Regions from separate parts of the Anser cygnoides genome. Here region 2 is linked to region 1. The links are chromatin contacts, called in public Hi-C maps. All regions are on one chromosome and are shown on one strand. Each heading gives the region's core, a stretch centred on a gene start, on an enhancer-like site or on the middle of the called end of the contact. The rest is flanking DNA. Distances are from core to core; before and after follow the strand shown.

Region 1 (4,611 bases), core at 1,113-3,612:
TCGGCGAGGCCTTCAGGCAGCAGCTGGTGCAGCGGCTGGAGGAGATGCGGCAGAAGCTGGAGTCGGGCACCGCGGGGGTGGAGGACCACCTGGACCTGCTGGAGAAGGAGGTGCGGGAGAAGGTGGCCACCTTCCTCAGCACCACAGAGCAGGCAGAGAGCTGAGCCCCCCCTCCCTCCCCCAGTAGCATTCAGGGCTTCTCCGCGTGGCAGAAATAAACTGGCGCGTTGTGATGCACCTGGTGGTCTGTGTCCATCCTTCCCCCTGCACCCTGCTGTCCCGAAACCCCCCGGGTGTTTCTTGGCCTCACCTCTGGATTTGGGCCCGGGGACAGACGTGGGGCTGGGAGGGGGCCAGGGCAGGCTGCGGGTGCTGTGTGGGGGCCAGGAACCTTTCTGCCAGGTGAGCACACCAGCCAGGGCTGGCTGCCCCCACACGGGGGCTGAGCCTGGGGCGTCACTGCACCACGGTGCTGCAGTGTCTCTGTGGCACCTGGGCTCCCCCGGGGCTCCGGAGGGGGAGGCATAACGCCGAGCATCCCCGCTGGAGCCACTGCCATGGCAGGGGCTGGGCGCCCCGGGCCTCACCAGCAGGCTCTCTGCAGCACCAGGGCCCCCTGCTCCGGTCCCATGTCCCCAGAGGGACGACCAGCCCCAAGCCCCTCCGGTACCCGGACACGATGGGGACACCTCGCAGTGGCTCCACCAGCAGAGCACCTCGGGGTGCTCGGGGTTGTTGCAGGGGCACGGGAGCAGGGGGGATGTGGGCACCGGAGGAGTCCCCTGGGGCCTCACTCCGCGTGCCGGACTTTGCCCAAGGCGCACGGAGACGCAGCGGGTGCTGGCCCCCAGCCCAACCGGTGCGAGGCAGCCCCAGAGGTGCCTCTTGCAGCAGGTCTGCTCCCGCCCCTGTTTGCTGGGTTGCTTCAGAGCAAACACTCAAAGCCCGGTGTCAGCAGCCCGGGTGAGCGGCCGGGGGGGAGCCGCCCGCAGCAGCCCCTGCCTGGCTGGCACCGGGGCTCTCCTGCCCCTCTCGGAGCAGCCGCTCTTCACGGGGACAAGAGCCGGACTGAGGACACGGACGTGTTTTTCACTGGGGGAAAATCTCTAAAAGAAATGGGCGAACCCTGCCAGGGCTGGGGTTTTGTGGTCCCCAGGTGTGGATGCTCAGGGAGCGGGTGGGCTCGGGGCTGCAGCCCGGGGGGGTTGAGGCTGGCCGGCCGGGGGTCCGGGCTGGCGCGGGGCATGGATGCGCGGGCAGGCGGTGGTCAGATGCCTGCACTCACGTCATGCCTCAGGCACGCCGGTGAACCTCCACGTTGCATTTACATGGCGTGAGGTCCAAAAGGTCTCCCGCTGCCGATGCGCTTATCGCCGGGCTCTTCTGCCTCCCGTGGGCGCCCGTATGAAGTGAGCCCGTGCCGGGCACCCCGCACGGGGGATGCGGGAGGTGAGCAGCGGCCAGGTAAGGGGCAGGGAGCCGCCCGGCCCTGGGACGCCTCGTCCCCAGGAGAGCACGGCCGGCCTCGCCTCGCAGCTCCCCTGGGGACCGACGTTACCCCGGTGTGCCTGGGGAGCGCGATGCAGGACCGAAGGGACAGGAGCTGCGGCACGAGCTGACGCCTCCTTTTCTCCTTCTCCTACAGCTCCACTGCTGCTGGATCACCCCGCAGATCATGACCCCGAAGGCTGCGCGTCTGCTCACCCTCCTGGCCTCCCTGCCGGGTGGGTGCCACGGTTACCCCAGGCTGCCCGCGGCAGGGGGGCGGCCCAGAGCCAGGCAGGGGGTGAAGGAGCAGCCCCCCCCGGCCGTCCCTGCTCACGCGGCTCAGGGGGTGGATTCACAGGGTGCCCTGAACCCGTCCCGTGATATCCGCGTGCTGCCCTGTCCGTGTCCGTGTCCGTGTCCCCGGGGTGTTCCGTGACTCGCTGAGCCACCGGCAGGAGCCCACAGACCCAGCGCTGCCGGGGGGGCCGCCTGCCCCCGCCCAGAGCACCCCCACCCGGGCCCACGTTTGGGCGATTTTCACCCGGGCCCCACGTCCTGCTGGGGGCGGCCGTCCCCGGGCTCTGCAGGCTGCTCCGCGAAGCCCTGCCTTCCTCCTCCCCCTCCTCCCCCTCCTCCTCCTCCTCGGCTCCACGCGCTCTGCGGGGGCCGCGGGGAGACTCGGACACGCGTGGGAGGAGGCGGGGCCACGAGGAGGGGGCGTGGCCACCGCCCAGTGGGCGTGGCCTCCCGGGCGCGGCCATTCATAACAGACGCGCCGCCCCGCCCGCCTTCCCCCGATTCCCTCCCCCTTCCCCACGTGGCCCCGCCCTCACGTGGCCGCCCCCCCCCCCCACAACGTGTCCCCGCCCTCACGTGGCGGCCCGGCGCGCAGGCGCGGTGCGGGCCGCGCCGTGCCGCAAGATGTCGGCGCTGGGCGCGGCGGAGGCCGGGGCCGGGCCGGGGGGGGCCGCGGCCGCCCTGTTCCGCCCCGTGGGCGCCGAGGACGGCGAGCAGCGGCCGGCGGAGATCGAGTCGCTGTGCATGAAGTGCCACCGCAACGTGAGGCGCCGGGGGGCGGCCGGGGGGCGGTGGTGGCGGCGGCGGCGGGGCCGGGAGCGGCCCCCGCACCTCACCGTGCCCCGCTGCAGGGCGTGACGCGGCTGCTGCTGACCCGGGTGCCGTTCTTCAGGGAGCTCATCGTCAGCTCCTTCTCCTGCGGGGCCTGCGGCTGGGCCGACGCCGAGATCCAGGCGGCCGGCAGCATCCAGGAGCGCGGCGTGCGCTACGCCCTGGCCGTGGCCTCCCGGCAGGTGAGCGGCGCCCCTGTCCCGCGCCGGGCCTCATCCTGCCGGGAGCGCAGCGCTGAGCCCCGGGCCGTGACGGCAGTAACGGTGGCGTGGCGCTGAGCGCGCGGCCGCGGCGGTGCGGGGCTCTCCATGCGTGCCCTGCTGTGATGAGGGGCGTCCGCCGGCCTCGCCGGGGCTGTGAGGAGGCTGCCCCTCGGGTGGGGGGGGCAGGGGTTGAGCTGGGCGCTGAGCGGTCCCCGAAACCCCAGCTCCAAGCGTGGCGTCCCGGCCGTGCGCCACAGCAAGCGGGGAGGCTGCTGGAGCTGGCCCGGGGCTAAGGCTGCTGCTCCGGGAGAGCTGCGTGCCCCGGCGTGCTCGGCAGGGTGTGGGAGGTGCTGGGCCTGCGCAGGGTGCTCGTGGCGATCGTGAACTGTCGCGTGCAGGACATGAACAGGGAGGTTGTGAAGACTGACTGCGCCACGACTCGGATTCCAGAGCTGGACTTTGAGATCCCTGCCTTCTCCCAGAAAGGAGGTGGGTATGGCGCCTGCGCCCCCTTTGCATGCCTCCATCACCTCCAAGGCAGTGTGAGGAGCCGGCCTCGTGTCTGTGCGTGTGGTCAGTGCGAGCTGGCAGGGCCAGCACCACTGCTGTGGTGTACTTAATGCTGCCGATGCTTCTGTTTTCTCTCCCTTTCAAGTTCTTACCACCATTGAAGGCATAATTGACAGAGCTGTTGCGGGCCTGGAGCAGGACCAGCCTGTCCGCTGGGTAAGATGCTGTGAAAGAGGAATCTCTTTAGAGATTTGGTACATGCTTACTTTGTTGCTCCCCTACCTATTGGCTCTCCACTCTGCTGATTAGAAGCGTATCAGGCTCTGGTTTGTTCTATTGACAGCATCATCTTCAGCTCTGGGTTACCCCTGACGTCACTCTCAAATGTGTCCCTCTCTTTGCAGGCAACAGACAAAGAGGTGGCAAGTAAAATAGATGAGTTCATTGGTAAATTAAAGCAGCTAAAAGAAGTACATTCCCCCTTCACATTTGTAAGTATGTGCAGAAGGGCAGACCGATTCTGTTGGAAGTGTGGGCTGGCTTCCTAAGGCTTTCTTTGGCTCTCTTCTGCTGTAGATCATAGATGATCCTTCAGGGAACAGCTTTGTGGAGAACCCCTATGCACCACAGAAGGATGAAGCTCTTGTGGTTACTCATTACAAGAGGACTCCCCAGCAGGCTGCCATGCTGGGGATTGAGGTAACGTGGGGGTGTTGTGCTCCCTTCCTGGCCGGCTGTGCCCTCCCCATCGCTGGTGGTGTGGTGTCAGCTTTCTGCACGTGTGAGGCCACATGGCCTGGGCATGCACTCCTCTGTCCCTCGCTGCCTGGGAGACCCCAAATGAAAAGGCAGGTGCAGGTAGAAGTTAATGCTGTTTCTGGCCTCTCCTGTTGCAGGGAGAGGAGTTGGATGAGAAGCCAGCTGATTCTGCAGAGGATCTGAGGAATGAGGTGGGTGACTTTGCAATCTCATGACGACTGTGTCGAGGTGACTCTGGTACATGGGGCTGGCTGATACTCCCTGACTGCCCTTTTTGTTCCTTTGATCTAGGTACTGCAGTTCAACACCAACTGCCCCGAGTGCAACGCTCCAGCTAACACAAACATGAAGCTAGTGCGTATCCTGTGAGTGACAGCACGGGGGTCAGGCTGGTGGCGTCTGCTGGGGTCTGTGCAAAGGCCAGGGTGAGGGTTGCTTTGTGTGCTGCCCTAGACCTATTCTGCTGCATCCATAAGGCATGAATAAATGATATCTAGCAGAGGGCACAGGCCACTTTGAGATT
Region 2 (4,889 bases), core at 1,976-4,475, 130 kb before region 1:
GAGCCCACCACAGAGCTGTGCCACTCCGACACGTACTTTGCAACAGTCCCTTCAGGGGGGAAGCAGGCTGAGCACTTGGAGCCGTTACTAAAACGGTTTATCCAAAAAGTCACTGAGCCCTCAAATTAAAAATTAAAACTAAAAAAAATCAGACCTTGAAGACATGTCAGAATGGCTCTATAAAAGCACAAATTCACCATGCAAAGGAACCCTAGGCTCTTTGCAAAGGAATCACATTGCCTGCTTTAGAACCCCTCTGAAACCAGCAAGACTCTTCGCACAGAGCATGCTGCCTACCTCACAGCAAAGTCTGACCACAGCCGAGTCTTTCAAACCATTAGGTATAGGTAGGCTGCTTAAGAGGGAAACTTAACAAGAAACCAAGAAATGTACAACAGAAAACAACAAGACCCTAACCCTGACACCGTAACTGAACAGTCCTGCCCCCTGCTGAAAGGCTCTGGACTCACAAAGACGCAGCAGAGCCCAGCAGAACAGCAGGTTATCTTTGCCAAGTTCTGTCCATACGAATATCTAACAGGTAGAACAACCTGCTGCCCGGAATTTCACTTTGAGATCGTCTGTATACAAAAGCTGCTCTGCTGTAGTTGAATCCACTCAAAACTGCACAGGCCCGTCCTGAAATGCTCAGCAAAATACTTGCCGCTTCCAAAAAGTTTCAAGTGATCCTCTTTTACTTGATCAGATATACATCGAAGTTAACTTACACTTTTCTTCCTAAAAAAATACTTGTTTTTTCATATTAATACCTTCTGCCTTTCTCACAGAGTTTCTCAATTTCTGCTTTCAGATCCTGCTCTTTCTGCAGGAATTCTTTCTTCTCTTTCTCCATCTTCTTCTTTGTCTCTTCTCGCTTGATTGTAACATCCTGAATTGCTTTCAAGATCTCCTAGAGTAACATAAGCATCGCACAAATGAAGAGCAAAATTCCCAAGGAATGCTTTTCTTTGTTTTTAAATCCATTAATATCTTAACAAAATTGAAGAGAGATTATGAGATTACACGCGTCATCGGAATCTTTCTTTTTAGTAGATCTAGACGTGATTCATAGAGGTTATCACGAGGAAACACAGGAGACAGACAGAAAGTCTGAACTACGTGTTCTCCTGTCTCCTTAGAAGAACTTTGGGGCACTCCTTCTCCTGCTCCCTACTCTACTTCTAGGCAATACACCACCGATGGTTCCTTTTATCCTAACCTGAGCCACCGCAGAGCTAGTTGCAAATCTCTTATTTAAGCTAGGGATCCGTGAGCAGTGGCTACAGAGATCTAAATAATGCTGTGGAGTTAGTTCTCCTCACTTCACACTGCTCACCCGGCCAGCACTCATGGGGAAAAGCTCCTGTGCTTGTTGAAGAGATGCTGCAAGATCGCCAGCAGGAACAGATATATACGTAAAATGCTGTACTATAACTTACTTCTGAACTGCTCAGGCTCAGCATCCAGATTTGGGCAGGGAACTATCCTTAATGCTACAAAATGTGCTTGCATGGGCACACGAGGTCAAATCAGCCCACCTTCATCGCGTAGGGCTAAGGGGCAGGTTACACAGGAAGAAGACTCGGCTAAATACCTGGTGGTTCTTCATCTCTTCCTCCCTCCGCTGCTGGAGCTGCTTAAGCTGTACCTGTAGCTGGTTCTCCACTTGCCTCTGTTTGTCCAGCACCTCCTGGTAACGTTCCTTCAGCAAAGCCCTCTCAGACATCATCTTGTCCTGCAGGGGAGAGCAGAAATTCAGGGAGAACCTTCCCTTTCCCTCACACCAGAGACAGCACGGATGCAAGCAGGAAAGCTCAGCAGTGTGTGAAAGCCCACTGGATGCCAAGGTTGATATCGTCAAGAGCCACATTATTGGCTCCCACTTTCAAAGCTCAGACTCCCTAGGTCAGAGAAGAAGAAGGAGGCACTGCCTGGAGCTGCAGCTACCACTACATTTCCCCTGCTAAAGAGGACAGCTCAAGAAGGCCGAGGCTGGCATTTAAATGAGAAAAAACATCCTGTGGGAAGGGCAGGGGAGCCAGCATCAGGATGCCTAGCGCCAGGAATAGCCCTGCCTCCGGCTACTTCCTTTACCAGCACATCGCTATAAAACTTTGCTCTGGGACGTCCTGTGAACATTTTTAAGCTTCTCCCAACTCTCTGGGATGATTTGGTACGCAAATAATGAAAATCCACTGCTTGGGTGGGAATGGTTTTGTTTTGTAAACAAGATGTTTAGAAAGAAACAAAGCAGGGGCGTTTCACTTGCTGAGCAGCCAGAGAGAGACCAAGATTCATATCAGCTGTCCGCTGAATTGCCGGGGTGATCTTTCTTGGTCGCATATTAACTATAGCACACGCTAGAGCTGCCAAATACCACAAACGCCATCCCCACCACCACTGCTCTGCAGCGGTTCAGAATTCGGGTCATTTTTGCTGACCGTGGAAGCGCCCCAAGAGCCTTTTCGTCCCCCGTGCTCAGAGAACACGGGCTCCCAAGGCACCAGCGGCCCAGCCGAGCTGCCCAGCAGGACCGCAGACGGGAGGACCGGGACCGTCCGCGGGGCTTCGGCACCCACCAAGTTCTTCTCGATGTCCTGATCCGTGCTGGCGTCCACATCGGCCGTCTTGAAGTCGGTCTGCAAAGGCACACGGACCCCGTTAAGCCGCGGCCCGGCCAGCCCCGACGACCCCCCGGGGAACGCCGGCGGGGACCGGGCCGGGGCCGGCCCCGCAGCCCCCACCTGCACCGCGATGTTCTGCGACGGCTTCGCGGGGGCCGCCTCGGGCTCGGGCTCCTCCGCCGCCCCTCCGCGCTGCCCGCCGGCCTCGGGGGGGCCGCCGCCAGGGCCCGGGCCTTCCTCCCCGTCCTCCTCCTCCTCCTCCTCGTCCTCCGCCGCCGCCCCCTCGCCCCCCGACGGCACCGGGGCCTCGCCGGGGGCCGCCGCGGTCTCCGCGTCTCCTCCGGCCGCCGCCTCGCCGCGGCTCTCGGCGCTGCTCGGAACAAACACGCGGTCACGGCGCCGCCCGGCCCGGCCCGGCCCGCCCCGCCCGGCCCCCCGGGGCCCACCTGGCGGGCGGCGCGGCGGGGCCGGGCTCGCTGAGGCGCGGGGCGGCGGCGGGGCCCTCGGCCTGAGCCCGCTCCAGGGCCATGGCTGGGGCTGGGAGCCGGGGCCGGGGCTGGGCTCGGCGCGGCGCCGCTCCGCCCGCCCCGGGCCGCCCCTTCCGCCGCCGGCGCCGGCGGGGCAGCGGTGGAGCGGCGGCCGCCCTCTGGCGGAGCGGAGGCCGGGCGGGGCTGTCAGCGGCCGCGGGCACCGGCAGCGGAGCGGCACCGGCGGCCGCCGCCGGCCCATGCCCGGTGAGCGGGGACCGGCGGGGACCGGCGGCCCTCCTACCGCCCCCCCCCCCCGGTACCAGCGCCGTCCGTCCCGCTGGGGCCGCCGCAGGCTCCCGGCCGGCCACGCCGCCGCGGACTTTGGCCCCGGGCCTGGGAGCGAGCGGGGAGGAGGGCGGAGGGCTCGGGGCCGGCGGGAGCCCGACACCGGGACACCGGGACACCGGGACACCGGGCCGGGGGGGGCGGGAGGCCGGGGGGGGGGGGGGGCCGAGGTGACCGCCGTGAGGTGCGGGGGGGGAGCCCCGGGGAGGCGGTGGCGGCGGCGGGCAGGGGGCTCGGTGCGACCCCCGGGGCCCGCAGGAGGCAGCGGGGTGCGGGCGGCGGGGCGCTTCCCGCAGGGTTTGTCCCGGGGGAGCCGGGTGCCGGCGGCTTCTGTTCGGCTTTCTGCGGCGCGGGCTGGGCCCTGGCGGCAGGAGGAAGCTGCGGGTGCTCCCCGGGGGACAGCCGGGGCGCGGGGGGACCCTGACGGCCCCGCCACGCAAGGCCCGAGCACAGCCCGGGGAACCGGCGGCTCTCCCCGTGCTGCCTCACCGGGAGGGCCCCGAGGCCTGGCGGCACAGGGTCCGTGCCCGCACCGTGCGCTGCTGCTGTCCTGGGAGGGGATCGGGGGATCGGCGGCGAACCCTGGGCTCCTGGGGAGCCGTGGCTGAGCCTCTCACCGTCTGTTTGCTTTGCTCTTTGCAGCCTGCCTGTCTGATGCCGCATCGGAAGCGGAGGGCGCCGCTATGGAGTGCCGGGATGGAGGCCACGCGCTGTATCCACACGTGCCTTTGGCTGAGCGCAGCCTGGATCCCCTTCGTGCTGCCGCACGGACTCGCCTCCGGCACAGAGCTCGCTGCCGGCGCTGACGGCCGGGGCACGGCGCACGGGCACGGCAAGCTGGCGTGGGCTGTCAGCCTGGACGTGCCGGAGGAGGAACTGGAGCAGCAGGCAGAAGAGCTGGCCCGGACTGCGGGGCTGGTGAACATGGGCCGCATCGGGGAGCTCAAGGGCCATTACCTCTTCGCCTACCAGCCCGACAGCCACACGACGCCCGAACACGAAGCAATAAGGAGATCGGTGGACACTTTGTTTGCACAGCATGACAGCGTGCGGTGGCATTCGGAACAGAAGCTTCTGAAACGCTCCAAACGCAGCCTGCACTTTAATGATCCCAAATACCCCCAGCAGTGGCATCTGGTGAGTGGTTTTCCTGCTCCAGTCTCGCCAGCGATCTCGGGCCCTTTGTGTGGTTACAAGCGAGCTGTCACGTGGTGGGCAAAGCAGCGACTATCTCTCCTTGCAGCCAGGAGGAAGCAGGCCGAGAGCTTGCCCTGCCCTCCTCGTGCTCGCCATGATAACGGGAGGAGGCAGCATCCTGCCCAGTGCTGGCCACGTGCTGGGAGCACTCTGCCTAGTGGCCTGCGCGAACCTTTAGTGACCATCACTCCCAGCCTTGCCCTGGTCCCGTGCTTCGTAGCCAGAGCGCACGAAAGGTCTCGGAGCCCCTGTC

The links. Hi-C and Micro-C count contacts between places; a contact is called where the count stands out from the background.
Region 2: a Hi-C map of fetal liver shows a contact between it and region 1, with 2.3 times the contacts expected there. The contact joins the promoter of PCSK7 here to the promoter of ZPR1 in region 1. A contact is called at or near these places in 3 of 7 Hi-C or Micro-C datasets (fetal liver and liver).

The regions. Positions count from the first base shown.
Region 1 is chr21:3,021,176-3,025,786 of Taihu_goose_T2T_genome, reverse strand. It overlaps ZPR1 (ZPR1 zinc finger), which reads left to right and starts at 2,362. Exons shown (of 14, transcript XM_048063526.2): 1 at 2,362-2,547; 2 at 2,637-2,798; 3 at 3,218-3,308; 4 at 3,475-3,545; 5 at 3,734-3,820; 6 at 3,906-4,028; 7 at 4,226-4,279; 8 at 4,380-4,446. The coding sequence starts at 2,410. LOC125182720 (apolipoprotein A-IV) reads left to right here. Exons shown (of 3, transcript XM_048063216.2): 3 at 1-237. The coding sequence ends at 164.
Region 2 is chr21:3,155,540-3,160,428 of Taihu_goose_T2T_genome, reverse strand. It overlaps PCSK7 (proprotein convertase subtilisin/kexin type 7), which reads left to right and starts at 3,225. Exons shown (of 16, transcript XM_066981148.1): 1 at 3,225-3,358; 2 at 4,082-4,576. The coding sequence starts at 4,094. RNF214 (ring finger protein 214) reads right to left here and starts at 3,216. Exons shown (of 15, transcript XM_066981149.1): 1 at 3,071-3,216; 2 at 2,745-2,994; 3 at 2,580-2,639; 4 at 1,595-1,735; 5 at 771-910. The coding sequence starts at 3,153.